Linked DNA regions of Mus musculus: all the other regions are linked to region 1. A link is a contact called in public HiChIP or PLAC-seq and promoter capture Hi-C data. All regions are on one chromosome and are shown on one strand. The core of a region is the stretch at or near the end of the contact, and the rest is flanking DNA. Distances in the headings are between cores, read along the strand shown.

Region 1 (2,547 bases), core at 28-2,527:
AGACAAAGTTTGGAGCTGAGATGAAAGGATGGACCATGTAGAGACTTCCATATCCAGAGATCCACCCCATAATCAGCATCCAAACGCTGACACCATTGCATACACTAGCAAGATTTTATCGAAAGGACCCAGATGTAGCTGTCTCTTGTGAGACTATGCCGGGGCCTAGCAAACACAGAAGTGGATGCTCACAGTCAGCTAATGGATGGATCACAGGGCTCCCAATGGAGGAGCTAGAGAAAGTATCCAAGGAGCTAAAGGGATCTGCAACCCTATAGGTGGAACAACATTATGAACTAACCAGTACCCCGGAGCTCTTGACTCTAGCTGCATATGTATCAAAAGATGGCCTAGTCGGCCATCACTGGAAAGAGAGGCCCATTGGACACACAAACTTTATATGCCCCAGTACAGGGGAACGCCAGGGCCAAAAAGTGGGAGTGGGTGGGTAGGGGAGTGGGGGTGGGTGGGTATGGGGGACTTTTGGTATAGCATTGGAAATGTAAATGAGCTAAATACCTAATAAAAAATGGAAAAGGAAAAAAAAGAATTAAGTTCTTCTCCTATTTCTACTCTTTCTTCTCTATTCATTTTCTCCTGTCCCCTTCTGAATAGCTAACAAGAACTTGGTAAATTCATTGACCTGTACAATTAGAAAGAATATCAGAGATTATACCATATATTTGTCACTATTCCCGTCAACATTAGTTAAATGCGTCTAGTGTCCATTATCACACTAGGTTCATGGGGATATCAGCACATAGGCAAGATATGTTCCTAGCCTTGGGATGCTATGTCACGGTACAATTCAACCTACACTTTACATTGGTTGAGATCTGTACTTTACATAGAAACTTCCTTGGTTTATCTTAATTGACTTCATGACAACTGTAGGAAATAAATATCTGTTACAATTATAGAGGAGAAAACTAGGTGTCCAGCAAGGCTGGCTCAGTGGTTACCCTGAGATCATGCAGCTATAGAACCACAGTGGAAATGCAAACACATGTCTTTGTGAATTATCAAAACCTTTACTTGCTTGTCCTCATAATCTTCAGTTGCTCCCAGCAAATTTGCTGTCTCATCCTTTCCTTAAGAGGAAATTCCCACATTGTTTTTCCACAGTCTGTCCATGAGTCAATGATTATTGGGAAGTTGTTAGCCATATCATACATAAAAAAATGAGCAGTGTCAAATGGGTGAAGAGCCTGCAAGATAGTTTCTGAGTGTCAGCAGTATCCATCCATAGATAACTCAACAGAGAGCCAAGTATGTGCAGTAAATAACAAAACGGAAGAACTGTAACAAGTTGGTATCTCTCTGAAAACTTGCAAAACCTGAGAAGCTAGCCTTTTTAAAACAGGAAGCTATGATGTTTACTACCTGACTGGTGTATATGATCAAGTGTTATCTCTGTTTCATTAGCAGTGAAACTTAAGTTACTACTGGACTCATAAAGGACTTAGCAAAATTCACCAGGTACCGTTTCTTCTTTTTATTCTCTTTTGGACAAGGACATATTTAAATTCAAGAGATGTTTCTTAGACGATATTTCCAGATAGGCTTTCAGAACTCTAGGAAAGGAAAAAATGGATATATTAGTCTATGTAGGTGAAAGAAATACCTCCCAGAGCCCTCTTGATTCCAATAGAGAGGTGGTGTATAGTATTTAAAGATAACATAAGGTAGACTTAGAAAAGATTTTGCAATGTATTTCCATTTTCTTCTTGCTTTCCTTATTCCTATCCTTCTATTTTCCCATCTATACTATGATACAACATGAACTTTATAACTACTCAAGCTACATTATCTGTTACCATCCTGTACTTCTTATAATTCATAAATTATGAAGAATAGCATCATTCCAAAAGTGTTACATTAGTAGTTAGCGTTTATTGATACTGACTTGTAAGATCATCATGAAAATGTAATCTCTTGTGTGTATGTATATTAGAATGAAAATATATTTATGTATTCATGTGTATACTAAGTAATTACATATTTAAATGCATAATTAAAGTTTTTGGAAATCAACTCTAAAACTATTAGATGGATTGGTTGATGATTGCCGTGGTGTCTCTGTCTGGATTAGGTTGGCTGGCTGCCTTTGGTAGATCTATCTCTGTTAGAGGGTAGAGACAAAAAAAAAATCCATTTAGTGTTTTGAAAGACTCTAGTTTGGCTGGGGTTAGAAGTAAAATGGTTTTGGTGAGTGATTTGAGAGAGGGTGGTAGTCTTCAGTTACTAGTAGGTTGGACTCTAGCCCAAACCTGTTTTCAACCTGTGGGTTACAACCCTTTGTAGGTGGCATATCAGCTATCTTGTATACTAGATATTTATATTACAATTAAAAACAGTAGGAAAACTACAGTTATGAGATAGCAAGGAAATAATTTTATGTTTAGGGGTCATCACAACATGAGGAGCAGTATTAAAGGGTTACAGCATTAGGAAGGCTGGAAAACACTGGGCTAGAGGATCCTCTCACTCCATTCAAAAGATGGTAATATTACACTGAAGCTAGTCACTGAGTCATTTCTCCTGGAA
Region 2 (2,547 bases), core at 22-2,521, 53 kb before region 1:
TCAACAAATAGTACCAACCATGGTTTTCGTTTTTAGGGAGAGGCCAGTATTGTTCACTTTCTAGCATTTTACTACTTAGGCCTTCCTCACTGAATAACCCAGTCCTGTCTCTCATGCATCCTAATGCAAGGCCATTGCTACATAATTCCTTCAGTATCCTAGAGCTTCTTGCTATTTGTTGTACAGAGGCAAACTGTCTATGAAAATCTAAGGGTTTCTTGTTCTTTGAAAATTTATAGTTGTCCCTTCTCTCTCCAACTCATGAAATTAAAGCAAAATAGGTATTTGTTAGTGTCAGTCCTACACATCTCTTTTCATCATAAAACCAACATACACCATGTTAGAATACAACAATTGCAGTCTAAAATTCCATCTACTTGCTACTTCTTGAGGGTGAATTTTCTCCTTCTCCAAGACAGTAGTCCCATTTTTGTAATTTTAGTTTTACTCTTAAGAAATTGGTTCAGAATTTTGTCACTCTTGCATTTGCAATGATTTTTCTTACTAACATATAGTCTCTTGTTACCATTTCTTTATATGTTGCATTTTGTTGCTATTTGGCGAAGTTTCATAAAGACAACTATAAAAATAACTTTCCACGAAGGCATTTCTTGTCTCTTTATGCTGGTTTACTCTCTTAATTAATCATCGATAACAAATTCCTCAATATCACTGAGCATCCAGCCTTAATAATACGTCCAGCATTGTCATCATTTCCCAAGTATTAACTGCTTTACAGATGCAACAATGGGCTACATAGGCTCCATCTGGTTCTCAAAGCATTATCCAATGTTGAAGATCCCAGAACTGCACTCATAACTTAAGATTGCCTTTCACAGTACCTGGCGGCATAGAAATGACAAACATCACTTACTGTGTTTCCAGAGTATTTTGTCCACACAGACTTTGTTTCTGGGCCTTTGAGGATCTTTATGAATTCAAGGTTCAAGGTCCCAACCTAGTAGGAAGTTCTTGGCTTCCTGTATGATGATGGAGATTAGACTCTGGTTTTATAGTCTTTCAGAATGACAAGAATGGTGTAAAGTTCTTCTTTTTTATGGTTGGCTGCCTATGAAGCACTACAGTGCTCACCAGTGGCCAATTCCTGGGGTCCAAGTTCACTAAAGTGTTCTGTCTTTCCTCTCTGCTCCAGTTCCAGTAAAGTTCCAGTCTTCTCAGAGGTAGCTCTGCCCTACAAGAATTGTGTAGGGAGGGGTTGGATGGAGTTGAGTTGAACTCTGTGTGTGACAATGAGCTGTTCCTAGGACTCATGGAGCAATTGATGTGTGTGGGCGTGTAAATGTAGGGCTAGTCATAGAGTTCTTGTGGTCAGTGAGGAGCCTCCCCCTTCTAAAGATTGCAAATGGAAAGGTCTAAACCAGAACTCATATCCTGTTCCTCAAAATCATCTGGCTAATGAATGAGGACCTCCAGAGGCATCCCCTCTCTTTGGAGATCTATATCTAAGTTATTTCTATTTGTACTCTAACTGCTCCACATACCTTTCTTCTGCTCCCAAATCCTTTCCCCACCAACCCTCAAGGAATGTTTTTCTCTCATGATATCTGGCACGAGAGAGCACAATACAGGCTGTTTTCCCTTGTTTTTCTGATATGAATGGTGTGTATGCTTTTAATAATCAGCATTAAACAGGCAGAGGCAGGAGGATTTCTGTGAGCTCCAGGACAGCCTGGTCTTCCTAGTGAGTTCCAGGACAGTCAGGACTACATAGTAACCCTTGTCTCAAAAACAAGAAGAAGAACAACAACAACAAAAAACAAATAAAGAAATCATACAAAAAAACCCCATCGACTATTTTCAGGGTAATATGGCTGTAGATTCCCCTTTCCTTCTTGATACTTTTGGTTTATGTATGCACTGGCCAGACATGGTCACATGAGTGCAGAGCCCAACACCTTTCTACACCTCTTTGAGTCTTGGGTCTAATACTGTCCACTTTGGCTAATGGCAGGTGCATGAGGTAGAAGAGAATATGAAGAATATCAGAGGGTCTGGCTCAATAAAAAAGAAGCCAGAAATACATATTGGGAAAAAGACAGCATCTTCAACAAATGATTCTAGTCAAACTGAATGACTGCATGTAGAAAACTGCAAATAGATCCATACTTATCACCCTGTATAAAACTCAACTTCAAATATTTCTAAGACCTCAACATCAGGCCAGATACACTGTGATAGAAATGTGGGAAATAGGTTGAACTCACTGGCACAGGAAAAAACTTTCTGAACAGAAGGTGATAGCACAGGTACTAAGAACAACATGCTGCTGAGTATGTGAGTAAGGGGAACTCTCATCCATTGCTGGTGGAAGGGCAAAAACTTGTACAACCACAGTGAAAATCAGTGTGGTGGTTTCTCAGGAAGCTGGGAATCAGTCTATCTCAAGATTCAACTATTCCACTCTCGGGCATATATCTAAAGAACTCTTCATCATATTATAGAGACACTTGCTCAACCATGTTCATTACTGCTCTATTCATAATAGTCAGAAATAGAAACAACTTAGATGTTCATCAACAAATAAAT
Region 3 (2,547 bases), core at 22-2,521, 50 kb after region 1:
CACACATAGCCCTGTTTGCTAATTGGATGGAGAAAAATCAGCCTCACTGCTTTTCACAGTGGATGAAGAGCTTTACTACATTCTTGAAGGCTACTGCCTAGTTCCTGAGGCATCTAATATTATCCAATTTGTGCAGTGGTTCTTAGACCTTAATATGGATCAGAGCCACGGTGGTACTAAATTTGAGGTCACAGTCTGTGTTCCAAGAAGCCACATAGGCCTCCAATCTTCAATACAACAATCATAACAACCAAATTAATAGCAAAAAATGAATTAAATTTAAAACTACAAAAATATATATTCTATTGGCTATACTGGGAAGCAGGACAAAGAGATCCAGTGACCTCTAGCGAAATCTGTTACTTTAAGGTCCTAAAGTAACATTAAAGTTTAGAGGTATAGTCATATGTAAGTAGTCCCAGTTTGGTCTTGCTCACAGGGCTGACCTTCATTCTCTCCTGCAAGGTGGTCTGAAAAGTGGTCAGCAGTATGTGTAATCTCTTTTCTGGTAGGCAAGTGCCTCCTCTGACTGGCACCAGATTTTAGGTTTTCTCTTTCCCAGAATAAACTTGCTGGAGGAATTGCATGGAGTTTTCTTTTTGGAGTCTGTTATTTTAATAGTCTGACAGCCAAATAAAGGGTACAAGTGTCTCTTCAAAATTTATCTGTTCCTGATGGACTGACTACAATAGATAACTACAGATTTATACTCTGAAAGTGATAAAGCCTCTTTATTCTTCACATGATTTTTATATCCACCCAAATTAAAGTACCTTTTGGTGTAGAGCTCAGCCTTGTTCATATCATTCCATCATGAAAAAAATTTCTAAGTATATTGCTATAAATAAGACAAAGCTACTTTCAGGAAACAGCTTCTATTCTCTGAGAAGACAAGTTGGTCCTGCAAAAACTCAGTGTTGTCCCAAAAGCCAGGAGTTCTAGCATTAGCCAAGAGCTCACTAAAATTTGCAAATCCTAGGCTGGAGATACAACTCAGTGGTAGATAATTTGTCTGCTATGTACGGGTTTGATCCCTGGCACTGCAAAATGAATGAATAAATTTTAAAAATCAATTTGAAATTTGTCTCAGGTTCCTTCCAGTGCAGCAGAGTTAGTTTTTCAAGATGTCTGCGGAATCCTTACCCAGATGAAGATTGAGAAGCATTGGTTGTAACAACCCCAGCCTTAAAACTCTGCACCCCCTCTTGACCTCACCAAAATGTATGTGCATCCAGGAAAAGACCTGACTTTGCAACAGTTGACTCAGAGAAGGAAGGGAAGTGAAGCTGAAATCTGCTATGCTCAGCTACTCACCACTGCTGTTTACTCTTGAGGGTTGTGTGTGTGTGTGTGTGTGTGTGTGTGTGTGTGTGTGTGTGGACTCCTCTGCTAATTATTATAAACCTCACCTCAACTAAAATATGACATTTCTCTGTATTTCTGCTTTTCCAACTATAAGTGGATTGAAACATCTAGCTAGAAAGAGATCTTTCAGCTTTATACCCCCATGAAGCAGTGAAATCTGGTATAACAACTTATTGTGGTAAAATACACACGATATAAATTTTACAGTTTTAATCATTTTAAAGCGAACAATTCTGTGATGTTTAAAGTACATTTATTACCATTCCACCATTTATCTCCAGAACTCTGAATATTTAAAACTGAAACTCTGTCCTAATTAAAAAAAAAAACTGATGCTCTGTCCTCATCCTCCTGACAACCACCATTCTACTTTCTGCCTTTATGAATTTGATTGCTCCAAGTATTTGATATGAATGCAGTTACAGAATATTTGCACCTTTGTGACATTACCTCATGCAAGCTGATGTCTTCAAGGCTGGTTCATGTGATAACATGTGTCTGAATAACTTTCCCTTCAAAGGCTGGCAAGTCTTCCCCTGTGTATACAGATGCTACTTGACATATGTTGGGCTATATGCAAACATGCTTTAAGTTGAAAGTCTCATATTGATTACATTTATCCCACTGAAACTTATATCTTGGAATCATAGTTGCTTCCCATTGTAATCCTGTGGTTGACAGGAAGGTCTGACTCCCCACCATTGCATAAGAGAGCATGCCATATGTCACTAGCTTAGGAAATTATCAGAATGTGGATTTCAAGTACGACTTTTACTGAATCCATATTATATCCACCACATTATAAGGTGAAAAATAACAACTCCATCCATTTCATGCTGAGGACTATCTATAAAAGTATATTTTATTTTCTCATCTATCCATTGATGACTGTCTGGATTTCTTCCACATTTTGACTATTGTTAAAAATGGTTATCAGTTCATATATACAGACATCTGATTGAGTACTGCTTTCAATTCATTGATCAAGAAGGTTAAAACATAATTCTGTTTGGGAAACCTTTGTAAGTTCTCTTTAGCATTTGAATTCCCACCAATGCTAAATATGGGTTCTAGATTTTCCACATATCTACCACTATCTGAAGTATCTTAATGTGATTTTTATTTGCATTTCCTTAAGAAAATAAGTAACAGGGGATATTTTATTTTGTGTTTTTTTGTAAT

Evidence for each region. HiChIP or PLAC-seq counts read pairs in DNA pulled down with a chosen protein or histone mark. Capture Hi-C pulls out chosen DNA fragments and counts their contacts.
Region 2: a promoter capture Hi-C map of liver shows a contact between it and region 1, with 2.1 times the contacts expected there. The contact joins the promoter of Ccr1 here to the promoter of Ccr3 in region 1. A contact is called at or near these places in 12 of 39 promoter capture datasets (the C10 cell line, the HPC-7 cell line, HPC-7-derived erythroid cells and 10 more), 1 of 15 datasets of contacts at CTCF or cohesin (CD8 T cells), 9 of 484 Hi-C or Micro-C datasets (CD4 T cells, the G1E-ER4 cell line, embryonic stem cells and 2 more), 4 of 115 datasets of contacts at active chromatin or transcription factors (CD8 T cells, the HPC-7 cell line, embryonic stem cells and 1 more) and 5 of 9 other capture datasets (adipose tissue, embryonic stem cells, liver and 2 more).
Region 3: an H3K27ac HiChIP or PLAC-seq map of microglia shows a contact between it and region 1, with 9 times the contacts expected there. The contact joins the enhancer-like site here to the promoter of Ccr3 in region 1. A contact is called at or near these places in 1 of 39 promoter capture datasets (macrophages), 2 of 15 datasets of contacts at CTCF or cohesin (CD8 T cells and pro-B cells), 7 of 484 Hi-C or Micro-C datasets (CD4 T cells, CD8 T cells, Th1 cells and 3 more), 6 of 115 datasets of contacts at active chromatin or transcription factors (CD8 T cells, the HPC-7 cell line, embryonic stem cells and 3 more) and 5 of 9 other capture datasets (adipose tissue, bone marrow-derived macrophages, embryonic stem cells and 2 more).

The regions. Positions count from the first base shown.
Region 1 is chr9:124,020,694-124,023,240 of GRCm38.p6, forward strand. Ccr3 (chemokine (C-C motif) receptor 3) reads left to right here and starts at 1,278. Exons shown (of 2, transcript NM_009914.4): 1 at 1,278-1,479.
Region 2 is chr9:123,967,421-123,969,967 of GRCm38.p6, forward strand. It overlaps Ccr1 (chemokine (C-C motif) receptor 1), which reads right to left and starts at 1,272. Exons shown (of 2, transcript NM_009912.4): 1 at 875-1,272.
Region 3 is chr9:124,070,435-124,072,981 of GRCm38.p6, forward strand. No RefSeq gene overlaps it. Among named protein-coding and RNA genes, the nearest start is that of Ccr2, 30 kb to the right of the region's middle. Within about 2 kb of position 1,272, at least 17 of the 459 cell types and tissues checked have an H3K27ac peak or open chromatin away from gene starts, as enhancers often do. A contact at or near this core is called in the HPC-7 cell line, bone marrow-derived macrophages and microglia, where this site is marked.